Regions from separate parts of the Danio rerio genome. Here region 2 is linked to region 1. The links are chromatin contacts, called in public Micro-C maps. All regions are on one chromosome and are shown on one strand. The core of a region is the stretch at or near the end of the contact, and the rest is flanking DNA. Distances in the headings are between cores, read along the strand shown. Region 1 holds the start of foxk1 (forkhead box K1). Region 2 holds the start of gna12a (guanine nucleotide binding protein (G protein) alpha 12a).

Region 1 (7,250 bases), core at 1,709-4,208:
ACAAGCTTCACAGGCCTATTCTGCATTGATAAGGCAGATGGCACACACCGAGACGCCGCGAAAACAATTCTGATAAGAACAAGGAAGTCAAATTGTGATTTTAATACAATTTGAGAAGCCTCAACATTGCTGTTCAGCAGCACAAGCATCAGTCTGATCTAGTTAACTAGTTTAACCACTTTTCAAATGTTAGTGTTTACATTTTAGGCTTAAACGGTCAAAGGCATGAGAAGTGATTTCATACTGATCAGCCCCACAGATTAGTGCTATTGAAACCGGTTGTGGTACACTTTATCCAAAACATCTAATGAACTTGGATCACTGATGACTTTAGAGGTTCTCTAAAGGTGACGCAACTCAGTGCAAGCACACCAAATGAAAAGTTTTACTGATTGATTTTTACACATTTTTTTAAGTGAGATAAAAAAAAATGTTGATCTTTTTTTTACTTTTTATGTAAATAAGTAATTTAAAAAAAAATACATAACATTATAAAAGAAATCTGAAAACAAACAATTTGAAATAAAATAACAAAGAAAGAAAACTTGATGGCAAGAAAAATGATTATGAACAATGTCATATTACTACTTTAAAGGTTTTACTGTTTATGTTTACATAAATATAAAGGTTTATTAATTAATAATATTTCTAAAAGAAGTTGAGATCATTTGAACTGAACTTGGAATAAAATAAAAAGTTTCTAACTGATGTTTTGCATTGAGAACTGTAATAAACATCATATCACTGCTCAAATATTGTTAGTCAAGATTTTTCATTATAACACTTTTTTTATTGCTCTTTATGTGCATGTAAATGCAATTCAAAGTCAAATTGCAAATATATTTAAATATAAATTTAGCTATTTGCAAAAAGAGAGTAATTTAGTAGTTTGAAAACTTGAATAATTTAAAGGTACATTAAAATAGTATATAGCTCAAACTGTTGTATTTAATTATTGGTGACACTACATTATAAACTGTAAAATATATGCAAAGTCTTCATGATAACTGCATATATATATTTTTTTGTTTCTTTATAAGAAAAATATTTTTTTGTTTACTGTCTTCTACACTGTCTATATAGTCATTCTACACATACAGTGCTCAGCAAATATAATATATATTGTATATCAGCTATACAATATTATATTTGTGCATATACATTAGATTAGTCAGTACCGAAGCCAAATCTGAAGCTTTTCTAACAAAATAACTTACAGCCAAATTTATAAGTTATAGAAAAATATTAAATACAAATGTAAGACTTAAAGAGAAGCAAAAATATGAAAAAACATTGTTGAAATTTTGTAGGTTTTAATTATTTGTTTTTTTCTAAATTCTGCATGAATTTAAATGTATTATCTTTGAATTTCTGAATGTTTGGTGTCTAAAATATTATTTTAATAAATAAATCTGCTTTGTTTAAATGCACCAAAATACATTGCCTATATTCACTGAAAAATAGATACAAAAATTTATTTTCAAAAGGGGGTGTACCTAATTGTGTTGAGCACTGTACATTCAATAATTAATTGAAAACTCAAATCATTTGAAATCACTTTGCTAAAGTTTTTCTTTTTAGTTTAAATAAATTGAATTGAAATGTTGATGAAACTCTTGAGAACTGCAATTATCAAAACTAAGACGAGTGCATTGTGATTGTGTACAAACAATGCCCACACCACTAAATGTTGTTGCTAGAGGTACTTCATTATAGTATCACCAGGTTTTTCCCTTTGTTCTTTGTCTGCTTAACATCATAAAGTGGTTACTACTGATGTGTGTCATAAATGCGGCCTGCATCTCACATCTGCCCACAAAATCAAGCGGCGGATCACGTCTCTGCTGTGCACAGTTCCTGTGGTCACAATGTGAAACATTTAACTTTTCATGTTTGTATTTTAACACATCTAGAATGCTAGCCTCTACAAAACAGACACCCAAGAGTTAAAAAAAAAAACACTATGACAACAAGGACTTTTATTTCTAACTTATAAGTCTAGATCCATTGATAAATCCAGCAATACTTGAAATTCTGTTTTTGTTTACATACCCTCGAGTTACTTGCATTTTTCCAGTGGAACTCATTCATAGTTTCAATTTATAGATATGGTAGTTGTATTGAAAGGTTGTACAACTAAACTTAAAGTAAAGTTGAGAATAACATAACATAAAAGTCATTTTAGTGAATTTCGTCTTAAACTGGTTGCCTGTCACAATTAACAATAGTAAAAACACAAAGTTTTTCATGCTGGAATACCATTGCAAAGCTGCTCCCTACTCACTAAACAGACTTTGTGAACTGCAAGGGTCTTGAAAGCAGTTTGTGACAGCTCTCGTGACTGCACTAGCATGCTTGCAGTTGAGTCGGATTATGTAGCCGCTGCATTAAGCACGTTATTTTAATCTCTTGTATGCGCTCTCTAAGTGAATAGGTACTCGCCATCTGCCCACACAAGCTAATTTGAGGTAAGAGATCTGATTTTAGTAACTTACTCCCTCGGCAGGGCAAGCGGGGGTGCGCCTCTCCTCTGGAAAACGCCGTCGACGAACACACCGTTCTTGCCGAGGCAGCGCAGGTAGAAATGCGGCTCCTCGAAGGCGATTTGCAGATGTCGCCTGGAAATGAAGCTCGAGTGGCCCATGTTGACATCCACGGAGCCGTGCGAGGAATTCCGGCCCACGGTGACCGTCCGCTGGCGCATAACGAACTCGAAGTCCCTGCCTTCCAGGCGGGCGAGGGCCTGCGACGGAGAGGAGAGGGGCATGGATGATGTGATCCCGGGCGAAGTCGAGGAGGAGAGCGTGTACACGGGCGGGATAGACACGGCCACCGGGCTACAAGGCGCAGATTTGAGGGCGAGTAAGGCTCTCGCTCCGGTATCATCCCCTAAATCAGCCATTTTGTTGAAAAACACAGAGGGGATTGCAAGCGCAACGGCTATGTGTTGGCAGGGTTCACTGTGTTGCTGTTGGTGGTGGTAGTCAAAACATGGAGACGGCGCGCGGAAAACACGTCATGGAATAGCGGACCGGAGCGTCGCGTGTTTTAATCGCTTATAAACCATTTAGTCGTTTTGAAACAGGGAATGGGGAGTGATGGGATGTCCCTGATATTTCTTGTAAGTTTAATCTGCTTTGTTTTATAAGCGTGGCAATTGCCTGATGATTCTCAACTCTCTGCTCTTTGGCAAATTAAAGGTTAATGTTGTTGCAGTTCCTGGAACCGGACGACACGTGCGTTACATGTGGCAATAAAAATGAGCTTGATTTGAAGTCCTTTGCAAGCGCGGTTGCTCGAATCGTAACTTTTACATGTCGTTTTTCGTGTGTGGTACTTCTCGGTCGATATGAAAAACATTTTGGAAGGTCAAAATAATGTGACGTGGTTGAAGAAGTGACGTCATGACGCATCGACCATTCTGAGCTCTTTCTGTTTATAAACAGAGAAAGAACAAGGCAGAGCCAAAGCCCGGATGACGGAATCCCCGGATGCTGGACTTTAGCAAGTACACAGTTAAATAAATAAAGTTGAAACTACGCGCAGTTTCACTTTTCCAACACAAGATGTCTGTCTTTACTAGTCCATCGGCTAACCTCAAAAATAAAACCATCCTCAGTGTGTGTACTGTTTATTTAAGAATGTCATACAAAGTTGTATAGACGAAGGGGTTGTGTCCCCACCAACATCCACAGGTTATTAAAATGTCCCCACTAATAATTTAATCACCTTCAAAATAAAACAATACTTAGTCGAAATTTTCCAGTCAGGCTGTGCAAGACTCAGGTGACACATGGAAAGCAGCTACATTTCAAAGAAAAGTGTCAGTCACTTGAAAGTTCGTTACAAGTCCACCATAGTAACCATGGATGTGCAATTAATAATAAAAAAAAGTGTCGATTTTGGCATCCACGACGATTATGAAAAGAAAAATCGAGAAAAAATGGTTACTGTATATGCCTCCCCCTTTCTAGAGTTCTGCATTGCTTTCTTGTCAATTTACTTTTGTACCATAATACATGCTTTATTTAATGTTGGTTTTATTACTAATTGTATTTGATTTATTTAAGTTATTTAAGATTTATTTAGTTGTCAAATTAGGTCCCCACCAATATCAAAAGCAAATCTACGCCTCTGATTTCATACAATCTCTTTTAATATATCTCTCCAACCCAAGGGTCGCATAACTTGTATTTCATGTATTTACAGTCACATACAATAAAACCTAATTCTTTTGAATATTTAATCCTTCATGGGCATTATAAAATATTTTTCGAAATATCAAACTTTAAATTAATAAATTTGACGGGATCCTGTACATGATATAAGCAAATTTGGTTTATTGGTTGTACATTAAATCAGTAGCAGGCACCATGTTTCAGTAGTGCAGCACTTCCTCCTTGTGTCATTTCATTGTTATTGCACAATACAAAAAAAAAAAAAAAAATTTTTTTTTGTTTTATTTGTATGCTTCTATTGTTTGGGTTTTGTCAAAATCTGGTTTAATTCCATGTCAGCATCTTCTTTAGAAATATTATTCCCAGGAAAAAAAAACATGGCATGTTCTCCGCTGTGTGTGTGTGTGTTTGTGTGTATATATATATATTTGTGTGTATATATATATATATATATATATATTTATATATATATATATATAAAAGCATCAAGCATTCCACAGAGCCATGTAATAAACTGATGTAATGTTCTCAAAATCTTACTACCAGCATGACTTTGAGTATCCTGCCTGTCTTCTGGAGTATTTTACAGAAACCTGTACAACATTTCTTTTGGTGTTTTTCCCATTTTAATGAGATTTATTCTGTTTTCTAATCAAATCGGTCAATGGTTTTCCTTGACATTACAGAGAAATAATGAAAAATAATGAACAGTTTCTTATCAAAAACAAGAAAACTGCTTGCTGAAAGTTGAGTCAGCAGGAAATGGAACTGAATAAATGAGCAGGATTTCCCAGAAATGTAACCAGGGTCTTGCAACAAAGTTCTTGACCCTATAAAACATTTCAAACAAAGGCCTGAAAACATTTTGGTTTAACTAACAAGTTAAATGTGAGACTTTCTCAGAACAGATTGAAAAGAGGAAAAATGTATGCCGGATTTACAGCTGGTTACATCACATTCAATGCTGAGGTCAACTGAAAATATTTAATGGTGCAACAGCTAAAACATTCTATTGTGAATAACTCCATGTATAATATCCTTTAACTGTTTTAAAGCTGCTTGTGAACAGTAATTATTCTGAAAAGCTTTATACAAGTAAACCTCAACTCAATTTATTAATTTAAAAAAAATCACAGTCATTATTATTGGCACCCTTTTATGTTTTCCCCCAATTTTTGTTTAACGGAGAGAAGATTCTTTTCAACACATTTCTAAACATATTTGTTTTAATAATTCATTTCTAATTACTGATTTATTTTATCTTTGCCATGATGACAGTAAATAATATTTTACTAGATATTTTCAAGACACTTCTGTACAGCTTAAAGTGACATTTAAAGGCTTAACTAGGTTAGTTAGGTTAACTAGGCAGGTTAGGGTAATTGGGCAAGTTATTTTATAACAATGGTTTGTTCTGTAGACTATCGAAGGAAAATATAGCTTAAAGAGGCTGATAATTTTGACCTTAAAATGTTTTTTAAAAAATTTAAAACTGCTTTCAATTTAGCCAAAATAAAACCAATTAGACTTTCTCCAGAAGAAAAAATATTATCAGACATACTGTGAAAGTTTCCTTGCTCTGTTAAACATCATTTGGCAAATATTCAAAAAAGAAAAAAAATTCTGGGGGGTGTGGGGGGGAATTCTGACTTCAACTGTATATTCTTTTAGTTGTACAGTAGTGCAAAACGTAAGGGCTATTCTATTAGAAAAACTTCCCACAGCATAAAAGGGTTTTATTTTTAAAGTTGAGTGTTATAGGCTATGGAAGCACAAGTACAGCTGTAAGTGGCGAGAAAACAAACAGCCTCATCCTGTTTAGTCTTCATTGCCAAATAAAACACAGGACACTGGACTCTGCTTTACAGGCTTTCTGTGTGCAGTGACTAACAAACTGCCCATTTACACTCAATGTATTTCACACATTGGAATATTTTATTTGCATTAATCTGATGGCATGCTAACATGTCTTTTGATTCATTACAAAAACTCAACATCTTTAATACGATACAATTATAAACATTCATGATGTAGTCTGTATCTATAACTGATTTCTTTGATTCTAAAACAGTATAAAGTATATTATTGTGTGTGAAATGAGTGGCGTAAAAGAACATAAAAGATGTTAAAATGCAATTATAATCATGTAAATAACACATAATACATTTGTCACGTTTCAGGATTGAAACAGGAACAAAAACGGGTGTAGAATCCAAGTGCAGATCTTTAATGTGAAAGTGCAGCAACAGTGACAAAATCCAAAAATCAAAGTAACAAATTAACAAAATAAACAAACAAACAAACAACTCAAACAGATTAAACTTGGACTAAACTTTAACACTAAGACAAGATACAATAGCAAGATCAAGATCAGAAACAACATACCAACAATGACAACGACCAACTGACAAACAGAGGATGAATGACTGAATATATAGTCCAGGTAATCACAGAGAACGGAGACAGCTGTGGTTGTAAATCAGTGTAGATGAGAGACCAGGTGTGTGTGCGAAAGAATGTATGGAAATGTAGTTCTAAAGCCACTGTAGTCCGCTGGGGTTGCTGGCGAACTACAGTGGCATCTTGTGGACAAACACAGTTATGACAACATTATTATACATATCTGTTTTTGACCAGAATTATTGCTTTTTATTGCAAGATCTTGGTATTAACTTGAGTGTGATGGGAACCTTCGGTTGAAATGTAACATTAATTTCTAAAGGGATCTAAAGAAAAAAAAAAGAGAAAAAAGAGGTAAAACACAGTTCATCTCACAAATATCAGTAACACCAGTCAGTGAACCAACCTGTGTCTCTTTACATGTTTCCACACTGAAGTTCTGAAGCAGCTTCACGACAAAAAGTTTCATGATCATAACAGCATATCTCATTCCAATGCAGTTTCGAGGCCCGAGTCCAAAAGGTATGAAAGCGTACTGGAGAAACTCAGACTTATTCTCCGGGCTGAACCTGTAGATATATTCAGTTAAGCCATTCTTACTTCAGTGAAATTGAATGTTTGAAGACAGCTGGCATTTGGTTGGAAAATCTGCTTTGTATAACCTCTTCCCAT
Region 2 (7,250 bases), core at 3,504-6,003, 770 kb after region 1:
CAGCCAATTTTAGCTAATCAGCTGGGCCATTTTACCTGTGACCCAAAAAGGTACCAGTCGATATTTTTACTCTATTATTTAAAAACAATAGCATTTTTCACATTTAAACTACGCTCATATATATTTAAGACACGTTTAAATAAATATCATTAGATCTCATGCTTAGCTCTTTTACTGTTATTATTAATCATTTACCAAAACGTGGCCCACATTAGCTGGCTTCCCCTTTTAAATACAACTCTGCCTGTTTTAGTGAATGAACAGTACATTACACACAGTTAAAGCACTTGCTGCTCTGCCTAAAAGTGCATTGATGATTATTTCAGCCTTAGTTTTCCCCCAACGCTCTCCAAAAGCAATTTACACAATGAGAAGAATGAATACTTGTACATTCGCGTGTTGCTTTTCTGATTTGCCGATCAAAATGTGTAATCATGGGCGCGTTGCACTCCGAAAGCCTCTTCAGCTGCATTTCGCGTGCATGTTGATTTCATCTTTCACCAAAAACCCAGTCCAATTAACCTCCTGCTTGAAAAAAATCAACTTGAAAGCTTTTCCATTAAATGTTTTCCTTGCACACATCAGCTCAACAAATAGGTTTAAGAACTCTGCACTGGGGCCACAGTAATGACAGAGTGGTTTTCCAGTGCTCTGAATGCCATTCAATAATCTACTTGGAGAAGGAACGGGGAAAAATGATAATAAACTGTTGCTATTTATATGCTAATGTTGCAAGGGCTGTTTTTCATATGGTGGTCAGTTGGAGAGAAAAAAATTAGCCTGATTTACTTTTCTGCACCTTCGGGTTTAATGGTTTAATGATGGAATGTGTTCATGGTGCCGAGATGGCCTTTTGTTTCGTATTATTTTGTGTTGATATATTATGTTTGAGAGGGTGTCGTAGACTAGACACGATTTTAGTCTTATAGTATTCTGTTGATTTTTTGACAAATTGTTTTGATAAATGTGCTTATTTAGAGATTTGTTTTAATTTTCTTTTGACATTGGCAATACGTGTCGAACTGAGCTCATACATGAGTCAATGAGCGCTTGGAAAACATGATTCAAAGGAAATGTATGAATGTAAGTGCAGGTTAACACTGCCCTCTGCTGAATGAATCGTTATTATTTGATAAACTCTTTTTTTTTTTTTTTATCCAAGCCACATGAAGGCCACATGAATAGCCTTTTTTCCGCCATAATAGACTTTATCAACAAACGCAAAATAGCAATAAAACGTTTTTAAAGTCGTTTTTTCTCTTTGCTGTCAAAAACTCTTTCATTTTTTAAAAATATATATATTTAAATAATTTTATCAAACTAAATGCTACTTTATTACATGACCTAAGATGGTCTGGTCTGAAAAGATTAGTGCTGGGTACAGATTAATCGCATCCATACAGTTGAAGTAAAATTTATTATCCCCCCTATATATTTTGTTCCCAATATCTGTTTAAAGGAGAGATTTTTTTTAACATTTCAACATTGATTTATTTTATTTTTGCCATGATGAAAGTACATAATATTTTACTAGATATTTTTCAAGGTATTAGTATTCAGCTTAAGGACAATTTAAAAGCTTAACTAGGTTAATTAGGTTAACTAAGTTATAGGCAAGTCATTGTATAGCAAAAAAAATGACATTCAAAACTTACATTGGGGGCTAATATTATTGACCTTAATATGGCTTTCAAAAAATTGAAACTGCTTTTCTTCTAGCTGACATAAAACAAATAAAACGTTCTCCTAAACAAAAAGTATTATAGGAAATACTGTGAAAGATTCCTTTCTCTGGTAAACATCATTTGGGAAATATTTGGAAGAAAAAAAAAAATCACAGGAAGGCTGGTCATTTTGACTTCCACTGTATATGTAAAACACACATAAAAACAAATCTGTACAAAAAAAAAAAAAAACTGCATAGACATTTTATTTTGTATATATAAATTGTATTACATATTTGATATATAAACACATTTTCTCAAATATTGTGTATTCATTCATTTTCCTTTGAACACCCTGATTTATCAGGAGCAGGTGCCCTTCCAGCTGCAACCCAGTACTGGGAAACACCCATACACTCTAACGTTCATATACACTCATACACTATGGCCAATTTTGTTTACCAAATTCATCTGTTCCACATGTTTTTGTCGCTGAATAGTCATTTGGAATAGGCATTCCATATAAAACCAATAGTCCTCATCTCATTACTTGAGTCACATACAAATATGTTCAACTGGTCAAAATCCATCAAGCAAGTTTTATAAATATTTTTAAATAGTTTTTTTTCCTGAAAATATCTCCTAAATCGAACAATTTAATGAATGATTAACAGACCGGCGACGCAGTGGCGCAGTAGGTAGTGCTGTCGCCTCACAGCAAGAAGGTCACTGGTTCGAGCCTCGGCTCAGTTGGCGTTTCTGTGTGGAGTTTGCATGTTCTTCCTGCATTCTTGTGGGTTTCTTCTGGGTGCTCCGGTTTCCCCCACAGTCCAAAGACATGCGGTACAGGTGAATTGTTGTAAATAAGGGTGTTTTTATTATTTTGCACAATGCTGAGAAAAAAAAAGAATGGCAAAGAGTACATGCAGTAAAAATGTGAAACGTACATTTACAATGTCTTGTACTCGGATACCTCACTAAATGCAGTGATGTCTAACTTTACTGTGGTTTTCAAATGGCTGTGCAAATAATATCTAGTCTTATCTAGTGTTGTCTTCAGCATTTGACACCAAAATCTGACTTTTTTGCATTGAAATAAATATACTGAGTAAACTATCATAATAAAAACATGACAAAGCCACTTTGACTATCTTGAGTGGTTCGAAAGAGCTACCTGCTTACTGACAAAGGTCCAGAAGTAGCCATTGAATGTTTGCCACTATATTCTCATTTTATCTATTTTGACTGCTATGTCATCATAAATTGTGGAAATAACTCATGGAAGGTTTTAAGAAAACGCACAATATGACATAAGTGAAGTCAACTTTCACTATTGACCGACTGTTGTTAAAAAAAAAAAAAAAAAACATTTTACAAGTAGCCTACCTTTTATTTTAAATCTTAAACCTTATTCTTGAGAGAAAAAAAATAACCAATGAAAAGGTCTGAAGCATTAAAAGCAGCCTAATAATTTTAATACTAATTAGGCTGTGTATAAAAATCAAAAATCAATCAAAAAGTTTTTAGGGGTAGCTTAAATAATGTGTGCTTTTTGTGTAAGGGATTCATCAGAATAAACATCAAAATCAATCCAAGGCACTCAAAAAATGTAGAAAAAAATTATAAAAAGCTTTTATTGACATAGCTGTTGCTTAAAACTGCGGCTACATCAGGTTATACCTGATGAAGTCAAATGTTATCAAAACGTGTAGGCGCAGTTTAAAAAAAAATAGCCATGTCAGTAAAAGCTTTTATTATTTTCCCCCATTTGTCGAGTGTCTTAGACTGACTTTTGCTGTTTATACTAATTAGGCTGTTGTTGTTAAATGAATTTTAAGAGAGGCTAGAAGAAAATTGTGAAGCTCTTTTTAATATTTGTTTATTATAAATCTTTAGGAAATATTTACATTTAAAGGTACATCGAAAATGGAGGATACTACAAGCTAATCCAACTACAGATAGTGATTAAAATGTCACTTATTGGAGTATTTAAATATAATTAAAAGGAAAATGAAGTAAATAACTGCAAAAAGTCCACATTTTGAGAAAAAAAACAACCCCTTTCCCCAGGACTGCAGATAAATAGATAGACAGATAGATAGACAGACAGACAGACAGGCAGACAGGCAGGCAGGCAGACAGACAGACAGACAGACAGACAGACAGACAGACAGACAGACAGACAGATAGATAGATAGATAGATAGATAGATAGATAGATAGATAGATAGATAGATAGATAGATAGATAGATAGATAGATAGATAGATAGATAGATAGATAGATAGATGAATAGATAGATAGATAGATAGATAGAGATAGATAGATAGATAGATAGAAATGCCCTTAATACATAATAATAATTATATAAATAATAATAATTATAACAATAAATAGCAACAACAACGATAATAATAATAATAATAATAATAATAATAATAATAATAATACGAAGAAGAAGAAGAAGAAGAATGTGGGACCTCTGAAATAGGGACTAATTCAACAGAAAATGAATAAATGAATAAACTAAAAATGGCCAGTTTATCAGTTTATAAGGAGTTTGTGTATCAGTGACTGGATTGATTTATTGAAGATGACCAAATCTATAGTTGTGGCCTGCTTTAGCTCTATGACAGGAAAGAAAATAAATAAATAAAGGCTAATTATATCATATGACATTCACCTGACTAAGTAATGAGGTGTGTTTGAATTTGTTTGTCATGAAGATTAAGCATTCAAGACTAAGAATGAGTATGAATTACCTTTTCAACAGCTAGGCTGGCATGTTAGTAGATTTACAGGAGTAGAAGGAGGGAATTCTCATTTGTTTTGTAAAATGTTTTATGCTTATTATTAAAGTTATCAGCACTTTTCCTCATGTAAAACTGTCACCGCCTCGCAGACAGAAGTAGATAACAGACAGACAGCCAGGGGCCACTGTGTAACAACGACATTTGTGACACGGACTGGAATCCCCCTTCATGTCCGAACAAACACCCTTCTCGCGCGCTCGCGCCCCCTGCCGGCCACGCGCTCAACAGGGGCGTCAGTCGCTCAGTCAAAGAAACTTCCCAGAACTGAGTGGAAACATCAGAAAGTCGCTCGCGCTCCTCCAGAATGAACTTTTGGGACTACCAGTATGTAAAGGAATGCGTTTTTCAGCGAATTAACATTTCCTGACCATATTTATCGCTTGATTTTTATTGTACTGTCACGAACAGTGGATTTGTTTGTATAATTTCTTTAAAGTTTTTTTAGCGGACAGCAGTGGTGGTCGCTTTGCTGTGGAAAGGATCTCTATTCAGCTTTCCTCAACAAATGCCTTTAGAATAATGGAGGAAAGTGTCCGCGGTGATTCGGTTTTACTCATTTAGTGTCTCTTTAAATTGTTAACACTTGTAGACAGATGAGCTGAGTAGATTTTATCCGAAAGATAAAGTTCTTTGGCACTTTAATGAGTAGATCAGGTGATAACTGACCGTGTTAAAGCTGGACAGGATGGCTGGCGTGGTGCGCACCCTGAGCCGGTGTTTACTGCCCGCTGAGGCCGCTCACGATGACAGGAGTACCGGGAAAGATCGCACCCGCGAGCGGGACGTGAACCGGGAGCGCGAGGCGAAGCGGCGCAGTCGCGAGATCGACTCGATGCTGAAGCGCGAGCGGCGCTCCATACGACGGCTGGTGAAGATCCTGCTGCTGGGCGCCGGAGAGAGCGGCAAGTCCACATTCCTCAAGCAGATGAGGATCATCCACGGAAAAGAGTTTGACCAGAAAGCGCTGCTCGACTTCAGGGATACCATCTTTGAGAATGTCATCAAGGTAACGATTTGTCAATCGTGACAGTTTGCTTTACTTTTTTTGTTGCTGTGGTACAGTAGTTTCTGACACCTTACTTGTCTGTTTTGTTTCTTAAAATTTTTTTTTTACTTTGCTGCGGCTTCCTTTTCATTTTGGTCTATAAATAGCCTACACAATTAGCTGATCAATAAGATAATATAGTCAATAAGTTTGACGAAACAAAAGGATAAACAATTTGTAAAAGAATGAGTTGAGTAGCCTACATAAGTATTAGACGATTAAAAATAAAAGATCTGACATGATTTCTAAAGTTTTTTATATCAATTAATAAAATATGAAATAAAACAAATAGATGATGGATGGGTAGACATTTTGAAATGCTACCTATGGAAGTTTGCACTGTTGATTAGCACTAATCCAGACATGAGCATGTCAAATTTGCTAAAATAATAATATTATATAGTAATATTATATATTTATAAACATTCTCTTTTCAGGATTGATGAACTGGTAAACTATGTCCATTGTCCAAATATTAATTCTATTATATACAACTAAACACTAGCATTTTCGTGTTTCACATATGCAGAATATGTAGATGCAATGCAAATTATGCCGTCATGATTTAGTTATTCCAAGGTCATCAAGGCCAAGTTTCCTTGCCTAAACTGGCCTGTTTCCTGTTGTGACACACTTTAGTCCGAATAAGTAAAACAAACAATGCTTCATACAAATGAAAATCTCTCTCTCTCTCTCTCTCTCTCTCTCTCTCACACACATTTTTTGCAAACAACAGTAATTAATACTTCCCCAAACTCTGTGCTTCAGCCGCCAGAAAAAGCTCACATGAACTAAAATCACATGTAGCCCACACAAACTGCTAAATAAGCTGTATCAGAAGCTGAAGTCAGTGATAAATTTTTTTTTTTAAATGTTAAAAAACTCAAACATACTGTACAGTAAACAAAACATAACTAACAACTAACAAAATACAGTGAACATGTAGAAATGCCCTGCTAACAAATAAGTTATAAATACTGAATAGCCTCTTTGAAGTGAAAGTACAGTGTTAGGTGAGATTGTTTTCAAACTGTTTTCAATGTTAAAACACAAATTTAGCAGTTACATTTACATTTCAGGAGGTGTATTACTGTTCTTGTAAACATCCTCTGAAATTCATTCACATTTTTTAGTGCTATAACTAGTAGGAAAGCATCTTCATGTCTGACTCTGTCCTCCATGCGCTCATGCTCTTTTGTTCTTCACACTTTCCGTCTCAGAAGTAATGGTACGAGAGCTGTCACTCTGGTGGCATCTTTTGAAAAAGTTACAGTACGCATTTGTAGCAAAATGGTTTACATTAGTACAGTGGCCCCTCGCTATAGCACAGTTAACTTTTCGCTGCCTCGCAGTTTTGCAAAAAAGCAAACATTAAACTCACAACACAACGGAAATGCTCCCAACCACTAGATAGCAGTGAAACACATAATACGTCTTCTTTTTTCACTTGTCGAATGGCGAGTTACACTGAAACAGTGATTATCTCTAGAAGCCACTAAAAATGTATCACAATACATTGCTGCCAAGGAGCAAGAGGCGGGTTTTACCTTAGGGCACTCATCTGCAAAGTTAGCGAAATGAACAAACACCCGTGAGATGCGCCAAAGATCTAGCTATAGAATACACAAAGCATGTCACTCGTATAGTTTTGGATGAGGAAAAGTGTAACGGTCAATATGGCGAATGAAGCCCCGCCTACTTGTACAGCAGCCAATCATTGATTGCTATAG

The links. Hi-C and Micro-C count contacts between places; a contact is called where the count stands out from the background.
Region 2: a Micro-C map of caudal fin shows a contact between it and region 1, with 4 times the contacts expected there. The contact joins the promoter of gna12a here to the promoter of foxk1 in region 1. A contact is called at or near these places in 2 of 18 Hi-C or Micro-C datasets (caudal fin and an unstated tissue) and 1 of 4 datasets of contacts at active chromatin or transcription factors (embryo).

Annotation. Positions count from the first base shown.
Region 1 is chr3:39,884,968-39,892,217 of GRCz12tu, forward strand. foxk1 (forkhead box K1) reads right to left here and starts at 2,959. Exons shown (of 9, transcript NM_199902.1): 1 at 2,496-2,959. The coding sequence starts at 2,902. cyp3c4 (cytochrome P450, family 3, subfamily C, polypeptide 4) reads right to left here. Exons shown (of 13, transcript NM_001077548.1): 12 at 6,985-7,147; 13 at 6,091-6,904. The coding sequence ends at 6,818.
Region 2 is chr3:40,649,969-40,657,218 of GRCz12tu, forward strand. gna12a (guanine nucleotide binding protein (G protein) alpha 12a) reads left to right here and starts at 4,754. Exons shown (of 4, transcript NM_001013277.2): 1 at 4,754-5,481. The coding sequence starts at 5,161.